2 separate regions of the Mus musculus genome follow, and region 2 is linked to region 1. A link is a contact called in public HiCAR-type data. All regions are on one chromosome and are shown on one strand. Each heading gives the region's core, a stretch centred on a gene start, on an enhancer-like site or on the middle of the called end of the contact. The rest is flanking DNA. Distances are from core to core; before and after follow the strand shown. Region 1 overlaps Ncoa7 (nuclear receptor coactivator 7). Region 2 overlaps Gm51764 (a long non-coding RNA gene).

Evidence for each region. HiCAR-type assays count read pairs that join an accessible place to other places.
Region 2: a HiCAR-type map of embryonic stem cells shows a contact between it and region 1, with 4 times the contacts expected there. The contact joins two enhancer-like sites. A contact is called at or near these places in 3 of 39 promoter capture datasets (embryonic stem cells, maxillary cranial neural crest and stem cell-derived epiblast-like cells) and 3 of 115 datasets of contacts at active chromatin or transcription factors (all in embryonic stem cells).

The regions. Positions count from the first base shown.
Region 1 is chr10:30,726,958-30,730,984 of GRCm38.p6, forward strand. The region is part of intron 2 of Ncoa7 (nuclear receptor coactivator 7); the gene reads right to left. Among named protein-coding and RNA genes, the nearest start is that of Ncoa7, 74 kb to the right of the region's middle. Within about 2 kb of position 2,369, at least 83 of the 459 cell types and tissues checked have an H3K27ac peak or open chromatin away from gene starts, as enhancers often do. A contact at or near this core is called in embryonic stem cells and stem cell-derived epiblast-like cells, where this site is marked.
Region 2 is chr10:31,454,398-31,458,404 of GRCm38.p6, forward strand. All of the region lies in intron 1 of Gm51764 (a long non-coding RNA gene), which reads left to right. Among named protein-coding and RNA genes, the nearest start is that of Gm51764, 7.6 kb to the left of the region's middle. Within about 2 kb of position 2,649, at least 12 of the 459 cell types and tissues checked have an H3K27ac peak or open chromatin away from gene starts, as enhancers often do. A contact at or near this core is called in embryonic stem cells and stem cell-derived epiblast-like cells, where this site is marked.

The sequences.
Region 1 (4,027 bases), core at 1,119-3,618:
CCACCCCCACCCCTTGTGATCCTTAATGAAGAAAAGGTCTTGATTGTTGAAACTGCTTTATTAGATGGCGAATGAGAACACATATGCCTTACTCAGGATGAACCAGGAATTAGACCTTTTGCCAGGCAGAATACCCAAGTAGGGAAGTTCATTGCCTGACCACTCAGGGGCCTATCTAAATGCCGCAATTAGCTTGGAGAACTCCAGCCTTCTCTGCTACCTGATTTTTCTCAGGTAGAAGCCCAAGTGTTGGGGCTTAGAATATCCTCCAGATAAGGTCAGAAAAGAAGAAAACCTGTTAACAAGGGAGTCTCACATTTTGAGCAGAACTCAGAGGCAATCTGGTCATGGTGGACTTTGACCTTAATTAGCAGTTTTCCCACAGGGAGATGATAGTGATAGACCTTCCCCAAGAGCAAAGTGAGTCTGAACTTTCTATCTTCTTACTGCGGCATTCAGAAGACCTGTTTACAGTAGCTTTTTTTTTTCTTAACAGTAAAGCAAAAGGCACTCACATGATATAAGCATATTTCATTCTCTCCCCATCACAGTCTGTAGCCTCCCCCAGCCTGAAGCTGGCTGGTGCAGACCTTGTCACCACTGAGGTGGGGCCACCTGGGCTGTAGCCTTCCGACCTAGATGGCTCTATTGTTCTGTCACCTGCCACTGCTCTTCTCGGAGACCCTTCTCTTCTCTGCTACCTGCTGAGAGACCCTTGAGACATTCCAGAGACACATCCTATCCTGCACATCGCCTACAGGCTGACTCCGGACACCAAGACTGGATTGTCTGAGGATGGGCCTTCCCCCTTTATAAGCACAGTCTCGCAGTAAACTCGCAGGCTTTAATCAGAGCAATTTGTCTTGGCCTCATTCTTCTCTCGAAGTCTAAGTCTTTTTCAGCCCCAGCCTGCCTTTCAGGAGTACCCTGTTCTTGTAGGCCATGAGCGGCTTACAACTATAACTGTTCTTGCCAAAGCTAGCAGAACAAACTTGGTGATACTTTTAAATAATTTGTATAGCTGAATGAAACCAGCTTCCTAAAGTATAGAAAACGAGTTTTCGACACTGGCATTTATCAGAAATGGCTTTGAAAAACTTCCTCTCTGACTCTACAGTCCCTTCCCTGGTGGGGGCAATGTAGAGAGCAACACAGTGGTGTGAAACTAAAGCACACACTGGCCCCTGCAGTTAGCATCCTGAGCAAGGACTTCTACTGTTAATGGATGTTTGAGGATGAGGGAAGGCTTAACAAGGTTACTACTTCATTACTGTTTTGTGAACAGAGTCACTCCCTCGCTGGGCTTCAGATCACTCCCCTGCAGATACGCCTGCATCTAATCCCTACTGTGTTTGCAAGAATGGATGCTCACCTCTTGTGGCAGATTTGAACAGAAACATGCAATGTTATAATTCAAAATATATTAAATAGATGGGTTAGGGATACAGTTCTTTGGTATGTTGCTTCTTTAGCATCCATGAAGCTTTGAATTCAGTTCTCTGCAGTGCAAAAATAACCAGCCTAGATAGATAGATAGATAGATAGATAGATAGATAGATAGATAGATAGATAGATAGATAGATATGTATGCTGTGGCTAGTATGGAAATCAGAATCAATTCTGTGGAACAAGGGCTCTCTTCTCTTCTTCTACCCTTCATGTGGGGTCTGGGGACCAAACTCAGGTATCAGGTTTTTGAAGCTAGCACTTCTATCAAAAAGCTACCTCACTTGCCCTGATTACTAAATCTTTCAAAATTATTTAACTATTAAAAATTCAGTTGTAAAATAATACATTTTGACCCAGAGGCCAGCCAGCCAGGAGGCCCTTTCATAGCAGGAGCCACTGCAATATACAAGTATGTGGTGGAGAGACCAGAGAGAAACGAGAAGCCAAATGGTTTGGCCATTATAAAGAGAATTGGAGATAGGAGGGTGGAGGGTGCAGAGGAATAGCCTGATGTGAGCAGTTTGAGGTCATGAAGTCCCAGCCTGTGCTGCCAGTGAGGGCCATGTCTGGGTTGGTGGCCATGCAGCAGCAGGGATCTGTGTTGATGTCCATGTCTCCTATTAACAATAAAGATCACGTGGATATCCCTGGTCTGGACTACCTCCTGGGACCATATTGATATCCAGGGGCTGTGCAGAGCTGGCCTCACTCTTTGCTGGCTTCAACACTTAAGAAAGTGGGCCCTGTACTTCAACTTGGAAGCACAGTAGAGCTGGCTCTGATGGTGTGGGTGAGGGGAATCCAGCCCCATGGGCATGAGAGCAGGAGAGCTGGTCTTGCCCCTTTCCAGATATGGCATTAGGTGAGCCTGGGCAGTGCTGGAGAGTTTACCCTGGTGGTGTGGGTATGGGAGAGCTGATGTAAGACTCTGGTGAGCCTTAGCTCACCGGAGAACCCCCACCCCCACCCCCAGTGAACAACTCCTGGGGAATCTATGCAAAACCAAGAGGAATTTTTGTTGTTCCAGCATGGTGGGGTCGCCCTACAAAGGAAGGAGAGAGAGAACGACCCTCACAAAGGTGAGTTTTTAATACAGTTTTCAGAGCAGCAGCCATTAGGCACAATGTGGTTGGCAGAGAAGTGTGACTTTTAAATTGATTGGTCTTTAGGGAATGAGGTGGCATGGACTTCCCTTGTCTGTAGGTGGCCAAAGGTTGAGGAATGTGTCTATGTGCTCTGGGCCTCCCCCACCAGCAGGTGGCAGATGGTTGGTCCACTCCCTGTGGTCTGAGGAATGTAATTAGCCTTTCCCTTCTGGAGGGGAAGGGTCTGGTGGAATTTTCCAAAGTTCCTGAGCTGACCTCTTCACTGATAGGCTGACCAACAAAGCTACTACCCAGGCCCAGATTAGGGGCTTTGGGCTGGCCTGCCCTAACATCTACCTCATCTATGAACTGAGTGTGTGAAAGGGTCGGTCTTACAGATCCAAAGCTGCAGGATTTCCATGGCACAGGACAACAACAAGATCTCTAAGATGAGTCACAGTGAGGATCCAGTATTGATAGTGTAGCAGAAGCCAGGTCCTCTAACCACACCAATGACTCATGGCAATGAGCATTTGCAAGGAAAGCTGAGTGGACACACAGTGACACACTACAGCTACCATAACCGGATGTTTTCTTATGTTTTAAATTTTATTCTTTTTGCTTTTTACTTTCTTGTGGGAGAAGGAAAGGAGGTGGCAAGGGCAGATACAAAGGGATGGGGAGATGAGTGGGACTGGGGTGCATGATGTGAAGCTCAGAAATTTTCAATAAAAAGTTAGTATAAAAATAATACATTTCAAGTGCTTAATGGACTTACGCTAGTAGTAATATGGGACAAAACATAGAACAATCCTCCCATTGCTGGCAGCTCTGATCATAGCTACTGCAGCCCTACTGGCAGAGGTTAGCCAAGAAGGGAAGATGAGAATTGTATTCAAAGCCCAATGAGTACATGCCTGGGCTATGTCTACAGGCTACATGAACACATACATACTCATGGGAGTGAGTTTACAAAATAAATAAATAAATAAATAAATAAGTAAATAAAGTTAATAAGGACAGAGAGAAGAGAGCGAGAATTTTTTCATTGTATTTTCTTTTTCTGGTTTTAAATTTTTATACCGTGCATAAGAGGTATCTAAATTTTTAAATATTTATAGAAGTCTTGAAGAGTTTTTCCTTCTAGAAGAACTTAGCATATACATTTTGCCCAAAAATTGAGTTTTACGTTTTCATAAAGATTATCAGTAAAACCTTTAATGCCTTTAATCCTAGTACTCAGGAGGTAGAGACAGTTGGATCTCTGTGAGTTTGAGGTCAGCCTAGTCTACATGGAGAATTCCAGGATAGCCAGGGTTTCATACAGGGACCCCATCTCTAAAATAGAAAAGAAAACCTTGGAAGGCAGAAAGATAGCTCAGTGGTTAAGAGTGCTGGTTGCTCTTTTAGAGGACCTGGGTTTTATTTTATTCCCAGAAGCACATGGCAGATCAGAATATTCTTTAACTCTAGTTCCAAGGAATACAACCCCC
Region 2 (4,007 bases), core at 1,399-3,898, 730 kb after region 1:
TTCCAAATCAAATCTTCACAAAGTTAGAAATGACAATTTGCAAATTCACCTGGTATAACAAAAAACGTAGGATAGCAAAAACTATTCTCAACAATAAAAGAACTTCTTCAGGTAGAATCACCATCCCTGACCTTAAGCTGTGCTACAGAGCAATTGTGATAAAAACTGCATGGTACTGGTACAGTGACAGACAGGTATATCAATGGAATAGAATTGAAGACCCAGAAATAAAACCACACACATCCATGGACACTTAATATTTGATCAAGGAGCTAAAACCATCCTGTGGAAAAAAAAAGACAGCATTTTCAACAAATGCTGCTGGTATAACTGGCAGTTATCATGTAGAAGAATGTGAATTGATGCATTCTTATCTCCTTGTACTAAGCTCAAGTCTAAGTGGATCAAGGAACTCCACCTAAAACCAGAGACACTGAAACTTGTAGAGGATAAAGTGGTGATGAGCCTTGAACATATGGGCACAGGAGAAAAATTCCTTAACAGAATAGCAATGGCTTGTGCTATAAGATCAAGAATTGACAAATGGGAGCTCATAAAATTGCCAAGCTTTTGTAAGGCAAAGGACACTGTCATTAAAAAAAAAAAGGCAAACAACAGATATGGAAAAGAGGGCTAAATCAAAAAGAGGGCTAATATCCTATAGGTACAAAGAACTCAAGAAGCTGGACTCCAGAGAACCAAATCACCCTATTAAAACATGGGGTACAGAATTAAACAAAGAATTCTCAACTGAGGAATACCAGATGGGTGAGAAGCACTTGAAAAATGGTCAACATCCTTAGTCATCAGGTAAATTCAATTCAAAACAACCCTGAGATTCCACCTCTCACCAGTCAGAATGGCTTAAGTTCAAAAACTGAGGTGACAGCAGATGCTGGCAAGAATGTGGAGGAAGAGGAACATTCCTCCATTGCTGGTGGAATTGCAAGCTGTTACAACTACTGTGGAAATCAGTTTGGCGGTTCCTCAGAAAATTGGACATAGTATTACCTGATGACCCAGCTATACCACTCCTGGGAATATACCCCGCAGAAGCTCTAACATGTAATAAGGACACATACTCTACTAGCAGCCTTATTTATAATATTCAGAAGTTGGAAAGAACCCAGATGTCTCTCAATAGAGGAATGGATACAGAAGGAGTACTATGTACTTATTAAAATAATTAATTTATGAGATTCATAGGCAAATGGATGGATCTGGAGACTATCATCCTGAGTGAGGTAACTCAATCACAAAAGAACACACTTGATATGCACTCACTGATAAGTGGATATTAGCCCAGAAGCTCAGAATACCCAAAATACAATTCAAAAAACACATGAAACCCAAGAAGAAGGAAGACCAAAGTGTGGATACTTCGATCCTTCTTAGAAGGGGGAATAAAATACCCATGAAAGGAGTTACAGAGACAGAGTGTGGAGCAGAGACTGAAGGAATCTAGAGACCAATCCATCTGGGGATCCATCCCATATACAACCACCAAACCCAGACACTATTGTGGATGCCTACAGGTGCTTGCTGATAGGAGCTTGATATAGCTGTCTCCTGAGAGGCTCTGCCAGTGCCTGACAAATACAGAAATGGATGCTCACAATCATCCATTTGATGGAGCACAGGGTCCCCAATGAAGGAGCTAGAGAAAGTTCCCAAGGAGTTGAAGGGGTTTATAACCCCATAGAAGGAACAACAATATAAACTAACCAGTATGTCCAGAGCTCCCTGGGATGCAAACACCAACCAAAGAAAACACATGGTGGGACTCAGGGTTCTAACTGCATATGTAGCAGAGGATGGCCTAGTAGGTCATCAATGGGAGGAGAGGCCCTTGGTCCAGTGAAGGTTCTGTGCCTCAGTATAGGGGAATGTCAGGGCCAGGAAGCGGGAATGGGTGGGTTGGTGAGCATGGGGAGTGAGGGGTGAGGGAATGGGAGGTTTTCAGAAGGGAAACCAGGAAAGGGGATAACATTTGAAGTGTAAATAAAGACAATATCTTAAAAAATAAAATAAACTATACTTTCTGCTTAGAATTCTGATGATATAAACAACGCATCTCAGAGAACTTATTAATGACATCAGTCACAAAAACTAAACAGGTGTAGGTTTTGAGCAAGAGATAATTCAATACCCTGGGGTTAGCATACCGGGGAGTAGTTTTCTCTTGATGTGAATTAAGCTATGTTACCCCAGAAAATCTGTAAAGTACAAATCCCAAATACTTCAGAATGTTCTCTTACTTGAAAGAAGGGTGGTTACACATGGAATTAGTTCAGATAAGGCCGAACAGCAGTATGATAGGATTTTAATCAAAATTGACTAGAGTCCTTATGAGGAGAGAAAAAGAAACACTGACAGACTGATGGCCATATGATGCCAGAGGCAGAGATGGGAATCAAAAATCAACTAGGTGTAGCAGTCCAGCGGTCATGGAGCACTGGGTATGCCTGGAAGGAGAGCTGGGCATGGAATAGAAAGGGCAGACCCAAGGAAACATTCTTTGTTTTAGGCTGGGTTCAGTTGCTTTTTTTCAGTTGTATTGAGTTGCAAAGTAAGCTCAGTAGGTGGTCAGCTCAAGGCTCAGGCAGGAAGATGCAATGCAGTGAGGCCAGGTACCTGGCTTCAGCCATCTGAGACTTGTTTAGCCATCTCAAGGCTGGGGGAAGGGCACAACACAGCAAGTGCTTAGTCAACATTCTATTGCTCTAAAGATACACCACAACCACAGCAACTCTTTTAAAGGAAAGCATTTAATTGGAGCTGGCTTACAATTTCAGAGGTTTAGTCCATTATCATCATGGTGGGAAGCATGGCAGCTTGCAGGCAGCCAAGGTGCTGGAGAACTAACTTGAGTACATTAGGATTTGCAGGCAGCAAGAAGAAGACCCTGGGCCTGCCAGGCTTTGGCTTTTGAATCTTTAAACCCCACCACCAGTGACACTCTTCTCCAAGAAGGCTACACTTAATCCAACAAGGGTACACATCTTAATCCCTCTCAAGTAGTGATATTCCCCATTACCAAGCATTCAAATATATGAGCCTGAAAAAATGGGATCTAGAACAGCCAATAGAACTATATTCCCTAAAGTCTCCAGATACCTCTGGGTCATCTATGTCCTGTACAAAATCAATCAGTACCTAGGGCTGCTGTGGTGTGAGAGAGTAAAGAAATGGCTGTTGTCGGTATCAGGTAATGAAAGGCAAGGCCTGCTGGGGTTTAAAGTATGCACAGAATCAACTACGAAGCATGATTGTGCAAGGAGGAGCTAACATCTTCCAAGGGTGTTGCATAATGTGGAAAAAGGGTGTGGTGGTTTGATGAGAATGGAAGCATAGGCTCCTATGTTTGAATGCTTGGTCCTTACTTGGCCTACACCAGATCCAGTCTCTCTCTCTTTCTCTCTCTCACTCTCTCTCTGTCTGTCTTTGTCTCTTCTGTCTCTCTCTGTGTCTTTCTCTCCCTGTGTGTCTATCTGTCTGTCTTTGTCTTTCTCTCTCTCTCTCTCTCTCTCTGTCTTTGTCTCTTCTGTCCCTCTGTCTCTGTCTCTCTCTGTCTGTCTTTGTCTCTTCTGTCTCTCTCTGTGTCTTTGTCTCTCTCTGTGTCTCTCTGTCTGTCTCTGTCTCTCTCTTTCTGCTGCTGCCTGTGCCATGATGGTAAAGAACTAACCCTCTGAAACTGTAAGCAAGGTCCCAATTAAACGTATTCTTCTATAAGAGTTGCCTTGGTCATGGTTTCTTGTCATAGCAATAGAAGAGTAACTAAGACAGAGGGAGAAAATTCACCATTTGATAATAGAAATTTTTTTTTTTTTTTAAAGATTTATTTATTTATATGTAAGTACACTGTAGCTGTCTTCAGACATTCCAGAAGAGGGTGTCAGATCTCGTTACGGATGGTTGTGAGCCACCATGTGGTTGCTGGGATTTGAACTCCGGACCTTCGGAAGAGCAGTCTGGAAGAGCAGTCGGGTGCTCTTACCCACTGAGCC